Linked DNA regions of Anser cygnoides: region 2 is linked to region 1. Evidence: chromatin contacts called from public Hi-C data. All regions are on one chromosome and are shown on one strand. The core of a region is the stretch at or near the end of the contact, and the rest is flanking DNA. Distances in the headings are between cores, read along the strand shown. Region 1 holds the start of SLC1A4 (solute carrier family 1 member 4). Region 2 overlaps LOC136790314 (a long non-coding RNA gene).

What was found. Hi-C and Micro-C count contacts between places; a contact is called where the count stands out from the background.
Region 2: a Hi-C map of liver shows a contact between it and region 1, with 1.4 times the contacts expected there. The contact joins the enhancer-like site here to the promoter of SLC1A4 in region 1. A contact is called at or near these places in 3 of 7 Hi-C or Micro-C datasets (all in liver).

Annotation. Positions count from the first base shown.
Region 1 is chr3:775,460-783,025 of Taihu_goose_T2T_genome, forward strand. SLC1A4 (solute carrier family 1 member 4) reads left to right here and starts at 3,582. Exons shown (of 8, transcript XM_048060750.2): 1 at 3,582-4,201. The coding sequence starts at 3,672. It overlaps LOC125182426 (a long non-coding RNA gene), which reads right to left and starts at 4,042. Exons shown (of 4, transcript XR_010829968.1): 1 at 3,903-4,042; 2 at 2,436-2,571.
Region 2 is chr3:858,219-865,784 of Taihu_goose_T2T_genome, forward strand. LOC136790314 (a long non-coding RNA gene) reads right to left here. Exons shown (of 5, transcript XR_010829970.1): 1 at 7,374-7,566; 2 at 1,807-1,921. It overlaps LOC136790315 (a long non-coding RNA gene), which reads left to right. Exons shown (of 3, transcript XR_010829971.1): 2 at 1,523-1,608; 3 at 1,726-1,840. Among named protein-coding and RNA genes, the nearest start is that of RAB1A, 13 kb to the left of the region's middle. Within about 2 kb of position 3,748, at least 1 of the 3 cell types and tissues checked has open chromatin away from gene starts, as enhancers often do. A contact at or near this core is called in liver, where this site is marked.

The DNA of each region.
Region 1 (7,566 bases), core at 2,332-4,831:
TGTATACAGAAGTCACACCGGGAGGTAAATAATGATTTTCTACAGTATTGTTGTACGGTCTTTTTTATGGTGACACCTGCATTGTGAGTTGGGGGTTCACCTGACAGAAAATACCTGAAACCTGGGTATCCTAAGCTAATCATCTAGGTCTTCTCCACATGCAGTGGAGTGTGGTAGATACCCCCATGGGAATTTCATCTCATCTGCCTCTCTTAGATGGGGGTGACCTTACCTGTATCTCTGTTGACTATGGAAAAAACAAGATTTGCCTAGATTAGAAATTAAACTTCTAGGTAAACTAGTTAAATTACATAACTCCCATCCTAAGTGTCCATCCCACTGGTTTTCAGCAAAATCATGGTAAACATTAATAATGGGAATGGATGAGCAGTAGGAAAAAGGAATTGGAAATCTTTCCTCAGAGGTTTTTGTCTGAGGAAGTTTCTGTATCAACTTCCCTAAAAAAAGTAGGATTTTTTTTGGAGGGAAATGGCTCAAAATAAGTCTTGTACTCTGCTTGCTTGGTGCTGAAAAATAGAGGGGAAGGACCTGATTCCACTGCAGTTGTCAGGGTTTTTTCATTCCCTTCACTGAGGCTGGAATTTCAAATACCCACCATGAAAAAGAGGTATCAAACAAAATTTGACTGAAAATCAGCAGGACCTCTTCATTCCTGGGGCAGTGGTGAAAACTATGTTTGCTCTCTCCTCATTCAAAGCAAAAGGAAATTTGGTTTCATTTAAAAGGAACAGTTTGATTATCTGTTTGTTTTTGCCTGCTTGTGATCTCTCTGATGTTTTCTGGAGGAAGGACTCTAGCCTGGTGCAGGTGAAAGCCAAGACAAAACCAAAATCTTAAAGTTGCAACAGGGGAAGTCAAAAACCCTAATTTAGAAGCACCATGGGAGTGGACATTGGAAACATGCAGGCTCATTCACTGGAAAGCTACCAAGATCTACAAGTGCTGAAATGAAAACATGACACAACAGATCAGTCAACACTTACTACTGAATAAATCAGCAGGCTTCAGTGTTAATCGCTGCAGCCATCCATGAACTCTCACAGGGTGCAGAAAAACAGTTAGTTCTGCCTAGAACTTTTTTTGGGATGATGGTCATTCATATGGTTCACCAGAAGAAATATTAAGAGTAGTATAACTGTTTGGAATGGTGTTTGGATCAAAAAATGAAGAGAAGAAAATGGAGAGGATGCTGGAAATCTGAAACCTCATAAGGTCATGACGAGGAAGCTTGACACAGGCATCCCTAGGTTGGGGTGTTCTTCCCAAAGGGAAGACTGACCAGCCTTAGCACAGGTTGAAAAACATGCAGTGGGATCTAGGATTTTGGGGTGAGGGTGTGCTTCTGTGGGTCACCCGGCTGTTCTCCTGACACTGCTCTGAGCAAAGCCAACCGCGCATGACCATGGAGAGATTGATTGATAATGTGGAAAAGGCCTGATTTTAATTCTTGCACTTGCCTCATACACTGTGCTGCTATCAATGAGTTTTCCGATTTCATACGTTCTTCTTGCTCACGCATCCCTGAATTTCTCCGCTAGGTTTTCAGTTTGCATATGGGAACACACCATTTGCGTATTATTAAAGTAATCCATGAAAATTACTAATTAATTAATGCATGATATTAATGAGTATTATTAAAGCCGATAGGACTTTTGCCACAGCCAAGGGCAGAAGAGGAGTAACATTTTGTTTTTTTTCCATTGGGCTTTACAGTGCAGCAGGGAGTAGGCACACGAGGACAATTTTCAGTGGTCTTGTGGGTACAGTAAGTCACAGTGGGCTTAGAATGCAATGAGGGAAATCATCAAGAAACACTTTGTAACAGTAACGGTGGGGTTTCTGTAAGGGATGGATTAGAGAGTCTGTGGCATCTGCATCACTAGAAGTCTAAAACCAGGTGAGACCAGCATTTGTTATGATGGGTGTAAGGAGAATGAATTTTCTGCTAGGGTAGGAAGTGGACTGGATATGTCTCTAATAAACTTAATATTCTATTTCTATAATAAAAAATAGTGCAACCTTTGCAAAAAGACAGGTTAAACCTCTCTGTTCAGGGCCTCAAGTACATATTTGAGGTCTGCATGGGAATAGGTCAAAATCACATTTCCAGTTTGCAATGCCCTGTAAATAGGTTGTATCTTTAAATAAATTTAAACTAAAATTTTAATTTAAATTACTTAAATTAAATTTAAGTAAATAGCATATAGCTTAAAAAAAAAAGAAAAAAAGTTTTAAAGCACCCAGGTATCTTTTCACTTCTTTTTGAAACAGGTGGAATTGAATGTCTTTGAACGTGTCTGCAGATGCTTACTTTCCTGTTTTGTCCTATTAATTCTCCCTCATAGTTCCACAAATCAAGTGTTCCTTAAAAGTTATCAGGAAAAAAAGAAAATCAAGAAAAATATCCCTGGTACCTTGAGTCACATGTGTGAACAAGCTGCAAGTCAAGACTGCATTGAGCTCTGAGGCAGGTGGTGGTGGACACAGTTGTGGTGACAATTCCCAGGAGCTCCAGCCACAAGGTAAGGATCTTTAGGTCTATCCATGAGGCTGGAAAGTAGAAAAGACTCTCATTAAATCAGGATTATGGCCCCATCACACCCTGTCAGCCTGCTTAATTAGTCTGGGCTACTCAAAAAGCAAATGTGCTGCTGGCTATTTTTACAGCGCGTTTTCTGCTAGGCTGTGTTTTGCTGATGTCAAGGAAATTAACTGAAACAAAGCCTCTTTCCAAATCTGGGGGCAAGTGTGGTGCTGTGGAGGCACTACGGGTAGACATGGAGGGGCCAGTGTGAGCCCTGGGACACTGAGGGGATGGTATGAGCCGTGGGGACAGTGAGGGGGACACCAAGGAGGACACTGAGGGGACATGTGAGAGCTGTGGGGACAATAAAGGGAGATGTGTGTTCTGTGGTGTCACTGGGGGACACTAAAGGGGAGACTAAAGGGGACATGTGAGATCTGTGGGGACAATGAAGGGAGTGTGTGCACTGTGGGGACACTGAGAGACACTCTAAGGGAGACCCTAAGGGGTCATACGTGAGCTGTGGGGCCACCAAGGGGATCACAGAGGGGAAATGAGAGAGCAGTGGGGACAGAGGGTGACACTGAAGGGACCTGTGATTACTATGGGGACATTAACGGGTCTTGTGAGAGCCGTGGAGACACTGAGGGGACATGTGCGAGCTGTGGGCCCCCCAAGGGGGACACAGAAGTGACATGAAAGCTGTGGCGACGCTGAGGGAACACGTGTGCGCTGTGTGGACACTGAGGGGCCCTCTGAGGAGGACACTAAAGGGACCTGTGATTACCGTGGGGACACTGAACGGTCATCTGAGAGCTGTGGGGACACCGAGGGGGACACCGAGGGCCATGTGAGAGCCGTTGGGGCACTGAGGGCCCACGTGCGCGCCGCGGGGACACCGCTCGGGGGGCGCTGAGGGGCCGGGCAGCGGCGGGCAAACGGCGGCGGCGCGGGCTGGGGTCGCTCCGACCCCCTCCCTCCCGCGCCGTCCCGTTCCGGGCCGCGCCGGGGCAGCACCGCCCCTCGGCCGCCGGGTCCCTCCCTCCTCCGGGGCGGGCGGGCAGCGGGAGGCGGGCGGCTAGCGGGACGGAGGCAGCGAGCGAGCACGGAGCGCGCCGCCAGCAGCATGGAGCCGGCGGGCAGCATGGAGAAGGGGGACGGCGGGGAGAAGGCGGGCAACGGCCACGCGGAGGGCGCCGAGGAAGGCGGCGGCGGCGGAGGAGGGCGGCTGCGGGGCTGCCGGGGCTTCCTGCGGCGCAACGCGCTGGTGCTGCTGACCGTGTCGGGGGTGGTGGCCGGCGTGGCGCTGGGCGCCGCGGTGCGGGGAGCGGCGCTGAGCCCGGCGCAGGTGGCTTACCTGGCCTTCCCCGGGGAGCTGCTGCTGCGCATGCTGCGCATGGTCATCCTGCCGCTGGTGGTCTGCAGCCTGGTGTCGGGCGCCGCCAGCCTCGACACCCGCTCCCTCGGCCGCCTGGGAGGCATCGCCGTCGCCTACTTCTTAGGCACCACGCTGCTGGCCTCCGGCCTCGCCGTCGCCCTCGGCTTCATCATCCGCCCCGGCGCCGGGGCATCCGCCCTCAACACGCCCGGCTTGGGGCTGCCGGGTGCTGCGCCCCCCAGCAAGAAGACGGTGGACTCCTTCCTCGACCTCGTCAGGTAGGGCCTTCCCTCTCTCCCTCCCTCCCTCCCTCCCTCCCGACCCGGAGGATGATGACAGACCCGGCGATGTTGCACGCTGCCGCTCGGGCACCCCCCTCCTTCCTCCTTCCTCCTCCCTCCTGCGGGCTGGCTGCCTCGCTCCCTCAGCCTGCCTTCCCTCAGCCTGCCTTCCCTCAGCCTGCCTTCCCTCAGCCTGCCTTCCCTCAGCCTTCTTCCATCCCTCAGCCTGCCTTCCCTCAGCCTTCCTCCCACCCTTTCTCCTAATTTTTTTGGCCTGGGGGTTGTGAGGGTGGCGAGTGTTTGACCAGGGCTGGGTGCCCGGCACCTTCTCCTGCCCCGCTGCCTGTTGTCGGCCGTCTCTGGAGCCAGGCAGCTCTTCTCATCTGTCACACACACCTTTTTCTTTTGTGTTTTTGTATTTCCCCCCCCTCCAACCTTTGTTCGGTCTCTTCACACAAATCCCAACCTGCCTTTGCCTCTCGTTGCACCTTCACCTCCCTTAGGTACAGGTGTGGAAACACAACCCTGTATTTTCATCAAGGAGGTACCCGGAACATCACGCGGCGTGTTAGCACCCTCCACAGAGGGCAAAAGCTGAAGACATAACCTTTTTTCTTTTTTCTCAGAGCCCATGTCTTGTCGAGATCTGCCCAGCTCTTTAAATAAAAGAGAAATAATTACACAAATGAGGCAGACATCCAGGCAACTTCTCGAGTCCCAGACTTCCAGCAGCGTTCACGCTCTGCTGACTTGTGGTGCAGAACCCGAGACGCGAAGGGCTGATGCGTCTTGTTATCCTGGGTCAGATTCTGCCACTTTTTCATACCTGAGGGCAGTCACAGGGAAGTACCGCAGGCGTCTGCGGGAAGTGGTGGAATAAGGTAAAACCGGGGAGGTGCCGCTGGGGCTCCCCTGGCAGATGCAGCTGAGGGAGTGATGGGAAGTGGTGGAGGACTGAGTGTGTGGAAGTTCGCGGAAAAGAGGGAAGATGGAGGGCTGTGGAGGTGGCAGGCCTTCTTACCGAGATGTAGACAGAAGCGTAAGGGAGGTGACCTGCAACGTACCAGCCGAGTGGCCGAAGAGCTGTGCTTAGCAGGTATCTCGGTCATCGCAAAGCAGAGGGGAGGACTCTTAATTTGTATCTTGGCTTTTTGAGTTCAGTTTTTCAACTGAGAGACTTTTTGATGCATCTGGGTAAACAGACATGACAGCAAAGATAAGAAGAGTTTCTAAAGAGAAAATCTATATTTAGAAATCCGTGTTTTTGTCCTTTTCTCCCCCATCTCCAGATGGACCAGTCCAGTGGCCCATTGGCCATCATATATTTCATATCCGTAACCTCTTATGGCCAACCCTGACGATTCTTGACAGACCGTGTTGAGAAGTAATAACAGGACAGTGGGAGCAGGTGGCCTGGCTGTGAAGGTGGCAAGGAGCTGATAAAAGCAGCGTGAAGGAAAATCACAAAAGGAGGAGTCAGCACGATAGTAGGTGCTGGGAAGCAGATGACTGTTGCTGTCCCGGGGTGCATCCTAGCGTGGCTGCTGCAGCTGGTGTTTTTTTTTGCTGTGTCGCCATGCTGCGTGGAGTAGGATGTAGCCGAGAAATGGGACAGGGATGCTCCAGTGAGCTTGAGACTGTGGATGTTGTCTGTGAACTTGGGAGCAGAAAGCTGCTTCTTGCTCTGGGCTGTAAATGCAGATGGGGAGTTCATCTTCCAAGTTATAACGCTGATGGGGTTGAGACCTTCACTCCAAAGTTTTGCTCGTTATGGCGAGACTTGGGGGAAGCATGCTGATTGCAGACTGATTTCCTCTGGGAAGTGAGGTGCCAGGGGCTTTCCCCCAGCACGTGTGTGGTGCCCTTTGAATTCAACTTTTTCTCGGAGCTCCAGGCAAGGGTTATGGTGGCCACGCCGGGCAGTCCAGTTGCCAGAGCCATGACAGCGAAATTCAGTCAGAAAGAGAGGATTTTGGACACAGAGCCATCACTGTGCTGTCCTCTAAAACTCCTGATCTTAACGTAGATCCCTGACAGGCCTGGGGATGGAGTGAGTTGTGTGACTCTCTGGAAATAATACCTACCTCTCCCTTTTAAATTTTTTTTTTAAACTGTTCTTGAAAACCTGGGAATTTTGGTTTGAGAATTGGTCTCGGTCCCTGCTGTGGTGGAAGGCTCCAGGAGACCAGCCTTGTCTTCAGTTAAGGAGGCCTCAGCTCTGGAGGGCCGAAACCATTGCCTTCAGCATGGGTGGGTCTTGCAGCTCTGAGCTTTTTTGGTTTTTGGTTCATGAAACTTCCCATTAGACAAAAGAGAACTCAGTTTTTCAGTTGTCACGAGAGTCCCTGTGTCCCTCAAGGCTTTACTGCTCAGTCATTTTCAGATAAAAGGTGAAAATGAGGAGCAACCGGGCTGAGTCCCCCAGCAGTACTGAAAACATGCAACACGTGGCCTAAGGAAGACACGGCTGTGAGTCAAGTATTTACCATGGCTTCTGCAGGGATGACACAGGGTGTCCTTTACCAGGATGCAGATCCTTTCTGTGCTTGGGAAGTTTATTAATTAATGACCAAAGATGCTGCTTTCCGTCGTCGCAGCGATGTCTGGAGGTCATCTTAATACTTGGTCATGGTTTTCTGTTTCCCAGTCTAAAGCTTCCACATAAATACACATCTATGCATGCAGACGTGGCCTCTGGAAAAGAGATTTATCTTGGGCTTCAGAAATAAATGAATGGTGACTCACTGGTGAACCAGAGGCTGCTGGTCTCAGCTATAGATGGGCCTTGTGAACATCTCCAGAGCATCTGACGCGGGGAGCAGCTCCGTTGTGCCAAATATCAGAGCAGCAGAAGATGAGGAGAGAGCCTGACCAGGGAGAGACAGGTGGGGTGGTGAGGAGGAGGTGGCAGCAGCTGCCAACTAACACATCCCGCTCGTAGCTCGGTGGAAGGTGGTTGAATCAGCAACATCAAATGTTTTGCAAGAATCTATCGATCTGTCAACGCTTCTGATGGGCAATTGTCAAGACTGCATGTTTCAATAAGGTCAGAGTTTTGTTTTGGCTCTGATGTGTATTTGTTGATTCAACAACATTGAACAGTTTCGCGGGAACTTATTGATTCGGTCAAAATTTCCAACGGCAGATGGTCCTGACATTTCATTTCAGTGAGGTCAATGTTTTGCTGGAATTATAAACAAACGACTTGAGTAGAAAATCTCACTCATCAAAAAGGAACATTTCAAAAAAGTATTTTACAGTACTTTTAGTGGAAAAAAGGTCTCAGATGGTGGTTTTCTTTGTCCTATTTTGGGATGAAAACATATTTTGAAACCATGGCGTTGGCTTTGGGACGGGAATTC
Region 2 (7,566 bases), core at 2,498-4,997, 83 kb after region 1:
ATGCAGCCTATCTAAAATTAAGAGACCAAGTGAGAACTCCACGGTGGCATTAGGTAATATTGCAATATCCGTTGCAATCAGGGGAGCAGATAAAGCTAGACCTTTGTAACTACTTTCTGTTCATGGATACAACAACACTTGTTAAGAGATCCTGTTTATAAAAAAAAAAAAAACGGGAAGTGATGCATCTTGATTTCCTTTTGGTGGGCAGTCACTGTACGTGATAAAAAGAGCTACACAAAGTGAACTGCGGAGAAGGCATTTTGTCCAGCTATGGCTTTTCAGTCCTGATAACTGCATTAAACGGAGACAAAAGTGACTCATTCTTCTCAATAACATTGCTTCAAAGCAATCGACAGCAGAGAACCGAGATATTGGCCTACAATAGCAAGACAGAAGAGAGTGATCCAAGAAAGTTCCAAATTTATTTATTCATTTATTTTTAAGTTCATTGCAGTCATGCCAAACATATTTCTTTCCCTACTCGCTGGACTCTATCTTGAATGGACAGCCTGGCAGGCATCCATGAGACACAGACCCTGCAAGAAGTGTAGTGGGACACATGTATGTAGTTTGTCTAATGAGAAATCCCTATTAAATGTTAAAGTCAAGGTTGATCTTAATTTGCACCACTTGCTTAATAACTGAGACTGATAAAAGGGAATGACAGGATAAAAAATATTGCACTTTGCCCTGCACTGTATCTAGACATGTATGAAAGTCACCCAGTACTTTAGACTCCTTCCCACAGTGGAGCCAACAGCTAAGTGCTGAAGGCAGAACTGAGCTGTAGGGAATGATCCTCTGTTTTTATAACAAGATTCCTCCTGGTCTTTCCATCCATTTTAGCAAGGTTACACACATATACAGCCTGCTTGGCAACAGCACTATTAATGTTCCCTTTACATTTTTAATTAGTTTGCTTTACAAGTGTAATTTTTTATGTTAACATTAAAAAAATAAAAGTGCTATTAATATGAAAACGGAGACTGAACCACTATCGTGACTGCTGAAGTTTCATGTTCAGTGAAAGAGGAACTACTGCCACAACCTGTTTGTGTCTGACATAATCACAACCAGCTCAGATAAAGATGTTCCCTTTCATTACAGCAGCACGTTTGGACACTTTAGTGCTTACAGAAATGTTAGTTTAGCAGGAATTTGCTATCTAAAGCAAGGAAAAGTAGTTGTATATGAAAACTAGCAAATATGATGGCCCAGTTTCACTTTTGCTTCATACTTTTAACACCGCAACTGCAAAGCTACAATCTGAAAAGGCTCCATTTTGATTCTGTGCAGAAGTCTCAGTAGACAAGCTTGCAAAATAGGTCTCCCTGGAATATATTCTGATTAAGAAAGGAAAGGAAAATCACATATATATATATGAGCTATTCCTTGAACCAGATCTGCACAAATATGACACCTGAGAGGAAACGACTCATTTTAACCAGCAGTTTAAATACCAGAGATTAAAAAAGTGTGGCTGTTCAACTCTGAAACAAATCTTTACATTATATCATAGGAAGAGGGACCAAATGAAAAGGAGACACTTGAAGCTGGACTTCTTGAGTGTGTGAAAATGAGATGCATGGAGGGGTGTAAGGACAGGTAGGGAACCTCCAAATTTTACAGGGTGGTCAGAATATTTTGGGGAACTGCAGTCCGCTTCCCTTAGAACATGAGTCCTGAAAAAGTTGGTCTGAAATGTCCACGTTCCTTCCACAGGCCAGCAAAGCAGAAAGCAAGTTTTACTCCTTTCAAAAAGTATCGAAGCTCTGCAGCATGTGCAGAAGTAGTGCGACTTACCGTTTCCTGGCAGGAAGATCTCGTCCTGAATAGACCTTAGCTTGTGCAGTTCAGGTTTGAGATAAATGACCTTCTGCATGTGAAGAGTCACTTCCGTATCAGTCTGCATCAATGACTGGAGGACAGAGAAGAGAAGAAAGGAACTTTCAGTGGCTTGATGTTAGCTAATACATGTAAAAAACAACAATAAGAAAAAAACAACAAAACTTTGTTTTATGAAGAATACTGTTCTTCAAGATAGCAATGGGATTGATAATTACTTGACGTAAAGAGAAACTTTTGATTTATATTATACTGGCAATTTATGCTGTTTTCAAGAAATAATTTAAAAAATACATCCTTTTACTGATTTTTATACATAATATTATCGTATTCTGGCAGAACAAAGTACATCTGCTGAGAAACTAGCTCACAGTGTGTGATGTCTAGTATCTCTGCCAATATTAGCTTTATGGACCAAGTAATAATATTATGTTAATAACTGCTGATTGCTATTTGTGTACCAGACTGTTCCAATACCATGGTGATGAGCATGCTGTTAGTGTCTGGAACAGATGGACAGACCACGAGAGATATTTGCCTTGATTTTAAGACAAATAGGATTACCTGTTTCATTAACAAGGCTACAAGAAAACGTGGACAAAAACACATGATCCTATCACCATCTCTAATAGCTGACAGGAAGAAAAAGACCATGAATGTGTAAAGACACACGTTGTATGCACCAATTTGCCCTAACTTTCAGAGAAAGCAAATCTTTGAAGCACATATAAAGCCAATGCAGCTGTTTTATGCTGTTAAGAGTGAGAACAAAATCCACCATCTCCTTTCACTCTCTGCCCAGCAGCACAGCTCCGTTACGCTTCTCTCTCTGCAAAGGTGATGCTTCAGGCTGGACATGAGGCAATGTGTGCTGTGATTCCCTACCCACGGATATTAAGGACATCTTATAAAGAAGTTGCAACAGCTTCCATCCTCTCTGGGGAAGAGAATTAGAAGAACAACAAACACCCCTTTATCTCATCTTTTTGATATGGCAAAGAAATAAGGAGAAAAGCACAGTTTGATCCTGCTATGTTGTTTCTTAAGCCCTACCACATGGAGGTCTAGATAGCAACTTTATTCTGCACTCTCCTCTTCTGTCACAGAAAAGAGAAAGAAAGGCCATGAGACTAAATAAAAGGCAAATATTTTTGCTGTAGGTTGTGCAGCTCTGTTTAGAATTAAGGCCGTGATACTGGGAAAAAAATATCTCAGGGCAATATGATATTATACAATACAAGATATGATGCCATATACTATTGACAAACTGTCTCTGAGTGACTGAAAAAGCCGTTATGTGGGGAAGAGAGCTCTGACACAGAGCACATGGGGCCATAACAATAACAACTCCTTTCCTATCTCAGTGAAAAGCCAAAAGAAGAAACTGGAATCTACTGCTTTCATATAAGAGCTGCCAATTTCCCACTGGTATCAGAAGCCAGTCATGTTTGGAAAGGAAATGACCTCTTGCTGCATTGCAAAACTAGCAGGTGCAGATGGCATGTGAACAACTTTCCCAATCGCTGATCTGCCAAGGTCACAAAACAGAAAGTACAAATGGTTTTAAGGACAATCATTTGGTTCCTGCCAGGTCATTTACAGATTCTGAAAGCACCTTATTCCATTTGGCATGCAAAAAGATTTGAAATAAGGCCACCGACATAGATGAGGTGTCGGATCACTGCAATGATATATTTCCCCCTCCCAAGACATACAAACAAATTCCTATAAATTACATATGTCACCAAACACTAGCATGCGCTGAAGCACCACAATCATTCAAATGAACAGTGGCGATGCCTAGTCTTTAAATTTAATCATCTGTTGACACAGCCAGAAATTTTGTTCAGAAGTGCCTGCTTGTCCTGCAGCACTGTCTGGCCTGCAGACAACTTCCCAGTGTCAGACTGCAGCAAAGCGCTGTGAGAGGAGTTGCTCGGTGCTACTGCCAACGCTACAGAAGCAAGCACTTGCTGTCTCACCATGTGGCAGTGTAAAGTGTGTCTGAGGATGAAACGAGCAACACTCACGCAAAGTGCTGAAGGTCTTACCAGGGAATGAGATTTAGGAGGCAGCTTCTGCTGAACATGCCAAGCAAGGTCAGCATTGGTGAGGGCTATGGGTGTTTACTGTAGTGCATAGACAGGGAGGATCAAATCCTCAGAACTAAAATGAGAAAACTTTCTGCCATGCTTTCACTTTCCATTGCCTTTTCACTGGCAAGTAACACCCATCTACATCTGTCCAAGGCATCGTATCATACTGCTACAAACACAGTCTTTGAGTAGGTTCCCATTCACATCTGAAATACACAGCTTGAGAAAATAACAGGAAATAGCAGAGCAAAGGCAGTTTCCAAGAACCATAGAGACAAATCTGCACTTCGTTCTTAGTGGGTAGATTAAAAAAAAAAAATCTTCTCTTCCTCTCCGTGAAGTAGGGTGAAATATAGAAGAATTCATTCTATTTTTGCAGAGCTTTGCATTTGCAAATACTGATCGTATTTTAATTTGTTTCCAGTACCAGAAAACAGGTCAGATGGGCTAGTTAGAGTAGAATTCATTTAAAAGCCAAGCGACGATAGCTGCACGTACAAGACAAGTATCCCTTCCTCCTTCTAAGGGACAAGTTCCTCTATCCCGATATGGGTGTCTAAGATAAATGGAACAAATCATTTTCTCGAATGCCTGTTGCTCCTTATTGACTATTGACCATTTGCTGAGACAAAATGCCAGAAATTTAGGGTGTGATTCATTTTATTTTGTCAATTACTTCTGAGCTCTCTTCAAAAGGAAAAGAAAAGCTGTGTACAACACCATCATGGGACTCCATCTTTATTGTCTCAGTAATTCAGTCTTCTCATTTTCACCAGAGAAAAGCAGACGTGTCTTGCATTGGCACTAAATTTTTAACCTGGGTTCTAGAAAGTAAGCTGCATGCTTTTTGATAGCTTTTTCAATATCCCCGTATTTTGCAGAGGTACTGCTAAATGACTGCCACAGACTGGTCTGGAATGATGAGGTCATATTTCAGGGCATGAGACCAGGGAGTAAAATTCCCAACATGCAAGGCTTTGACAGCTTCAAGGAGAAAAAAGTATGGGGAGAAGGAAAGAAAAATAAATGGAATGAAAAATTGTCCTGCTCATGAGCTATAGCTTTCAGATTTTCTTAGATATGCACCAGTGAAATCAGTGAAATACTCTTGAACAACACCTACTTTTTAAGCTGACAATATTCTTTAGTATTTTTGAAAGATGCATCATTTTTTTCCTACTAGCCTTATTCCTACACCAATTTGAATGTATTTTGAATATAGGGTAATTACTTAAATCTTTTGTGTGTTCTTTCTCCTTCACACAGTATATAAAGTGTTACTACAAACAGAAAGAGGGCATTTAACCCTCGTAATATCTCATGGAGGCCTCAAACTATATTTTCTTTTCTTCCCAAACTTGTTTTTACATATAAGGAGCTCTGGTCCTTACTGAAAGAATACTACAGTTAGAAAGTAGTGGAATTAAAACATCGTAACATGACAGTTGAGCTTTTGAATAATGAATAATGCTTTTTATCTTTTGCATTAAAAAATATGAACCCTCATTAATGAATTAATACTTGGGAATAAGGATTATTACTATTTTTTTTTTTTTTTTAAGATTCAGTAATTCTACCTTTTTCAGCTCTTGGTGTAGCAGCTAGCCATAGGTATCAGCTGAATATTTTTGTTCTGGAGCAGCAGAAGTAGAGGCCAAGACTTCCTCCTCTCACTTAAGAAATAACCTGCCAGGCCTTTTTCATACACTGTAAAGGAATGAAAGAGAACAGTTTTCTTTCTTCTAAGCAACTCTCGGGTCAAATTTAGGGATTTGCTATTGACAATTTTAACTAAAAGGAGTTCTTTGGAAGACAACTCTTTTTTTTTTACCGTACATACCCAAAAAACTCACAGATGGTATCCAAGGTTCAGTTCTATTCTGCTGACAAACCTTACATTCAGTGCAGGAAAATGGTCTAATGAGCCTAAAAAAAAAAACAACACTGCTACCTTTTTTATACCAGGAGTTAATTCAGATGTTGGCTAAGCTTATGCAAGCACAGATCTGACCAGTCAAGGTACTGCTTGTTTACAACCACCCCTGCACTACTCGGACAGGAGTCAGCTGAGCACACCAGTCATGCCATCTGTGTCAGTGTTGTAAAGGAGTCATTTGGGGGGTTTTGCAATGCCCTCAGTTCCTTAAAGAGGGGAATCCCAATCTATCTGCTTCAGCATTGTTCAATATTATGAACTGCAACTGTTGATAGAAGGGCTCGTGCCTTGCAAGCCGACTGCTTATTAGGATTGAAAAAGGAATGATTGGAAGGCAGGAACTGACTATGGGAATCTACCATTTCACAGAGTAATGTAAGAAATTACATAAAAGCAGTTAATAGACATTAACTTTCTCAGATTTAAAACAAATTTATCCTTGGATAAGAACTGTGTCGTTAGACCACTCTAGCAAACGTACTAAGGTCTAGTCTATGTATTGCTGTTGTAGAGGCATTACCACTTTCTGGAAGCATAATCTCACAGTTTGTTTAACTGAAATGGCTATTCTATTACAAGCCCTAGTAGCTGGGAGGATCGTACAGACTATTTCATAGAGGCAAAGAAGTCTTGTTATTGCCAATATCTACAGAGAGTCTCCTCTTCTAGTTACATCAACAGATGTTTTGTATTTGGTGGGAAAACTTGTACTTGGATAAGCATCTAGATAGAGCAGTTTGCTTTGTGCAAAGCATGTGTATCTTTTACCTACAATGATGTAATCTACACAAAGTCTACATTTTATTTTACTAATTCTGATACGAGGTATTTATTACTGTATACAGTAAATTTTTAACTGTTTTTGAAAATATGAACTAGATTATCCAAACCCATGGCAGGAGCTAAATGAAATTTTCAGAGACAGAGCTGTTTTGTACAACTCTTCTGACAGTTTCTCCTTTCTTGTTCCATTGAAGCATTTCTTTTTTTTTCCTAAGACAAAAGAATAGCCTACCTCTGCCACATATTTCAGCTACGGGGTCTGAAATAGTCAAAGGAGGGTTATTTTTCAAGTTAACAAAAACATCAGCAAAACAATGGAGTTTTGACCTACTGGAATGAAGAATTGATAAAGATGCTGATAAGAACTACAGAAAATTGCTCTAGTTCACAAAATGTGCCTATTAAAATTGATCTAGATGCATGTTTAGGTAGATTGTTTTATGCACCTGTTACTGGATTTTGTTTTCCCACACATACCTGCAACTCTCTCATAGAAAAGAAAATATGTATTGGAATGACTAACAGGTTAAGGAAAATAAATCATATCAGTAATGCCAGCCTAACAAAAAATTAATCTATACATAGATTTTGAGCAAATCTGGAATTTGAACTATGAATATTTTCACCTAGTAATAATCAAGTTTAAAAAACAAAACAAAACAACAACAACAACAACAACAAAAGAAAGAAAAAAACTCCAACAAACCCACCACAAGAGTACAACGCTATAAACTTGTATGCCAGCTCCCTGTGAAACAACTTCAAGGGCCACAAAGTGAAAACAGGCTTCAGTGCTGCTTCCATGTCTATGCTCTCTGTGCCAACAAGAACCCCTCAATGTGCGATGACCTTGCCAGTGCTGGAAGCCACCATATCTAGGGAAGTGCCTTCTGTAACTGTTCC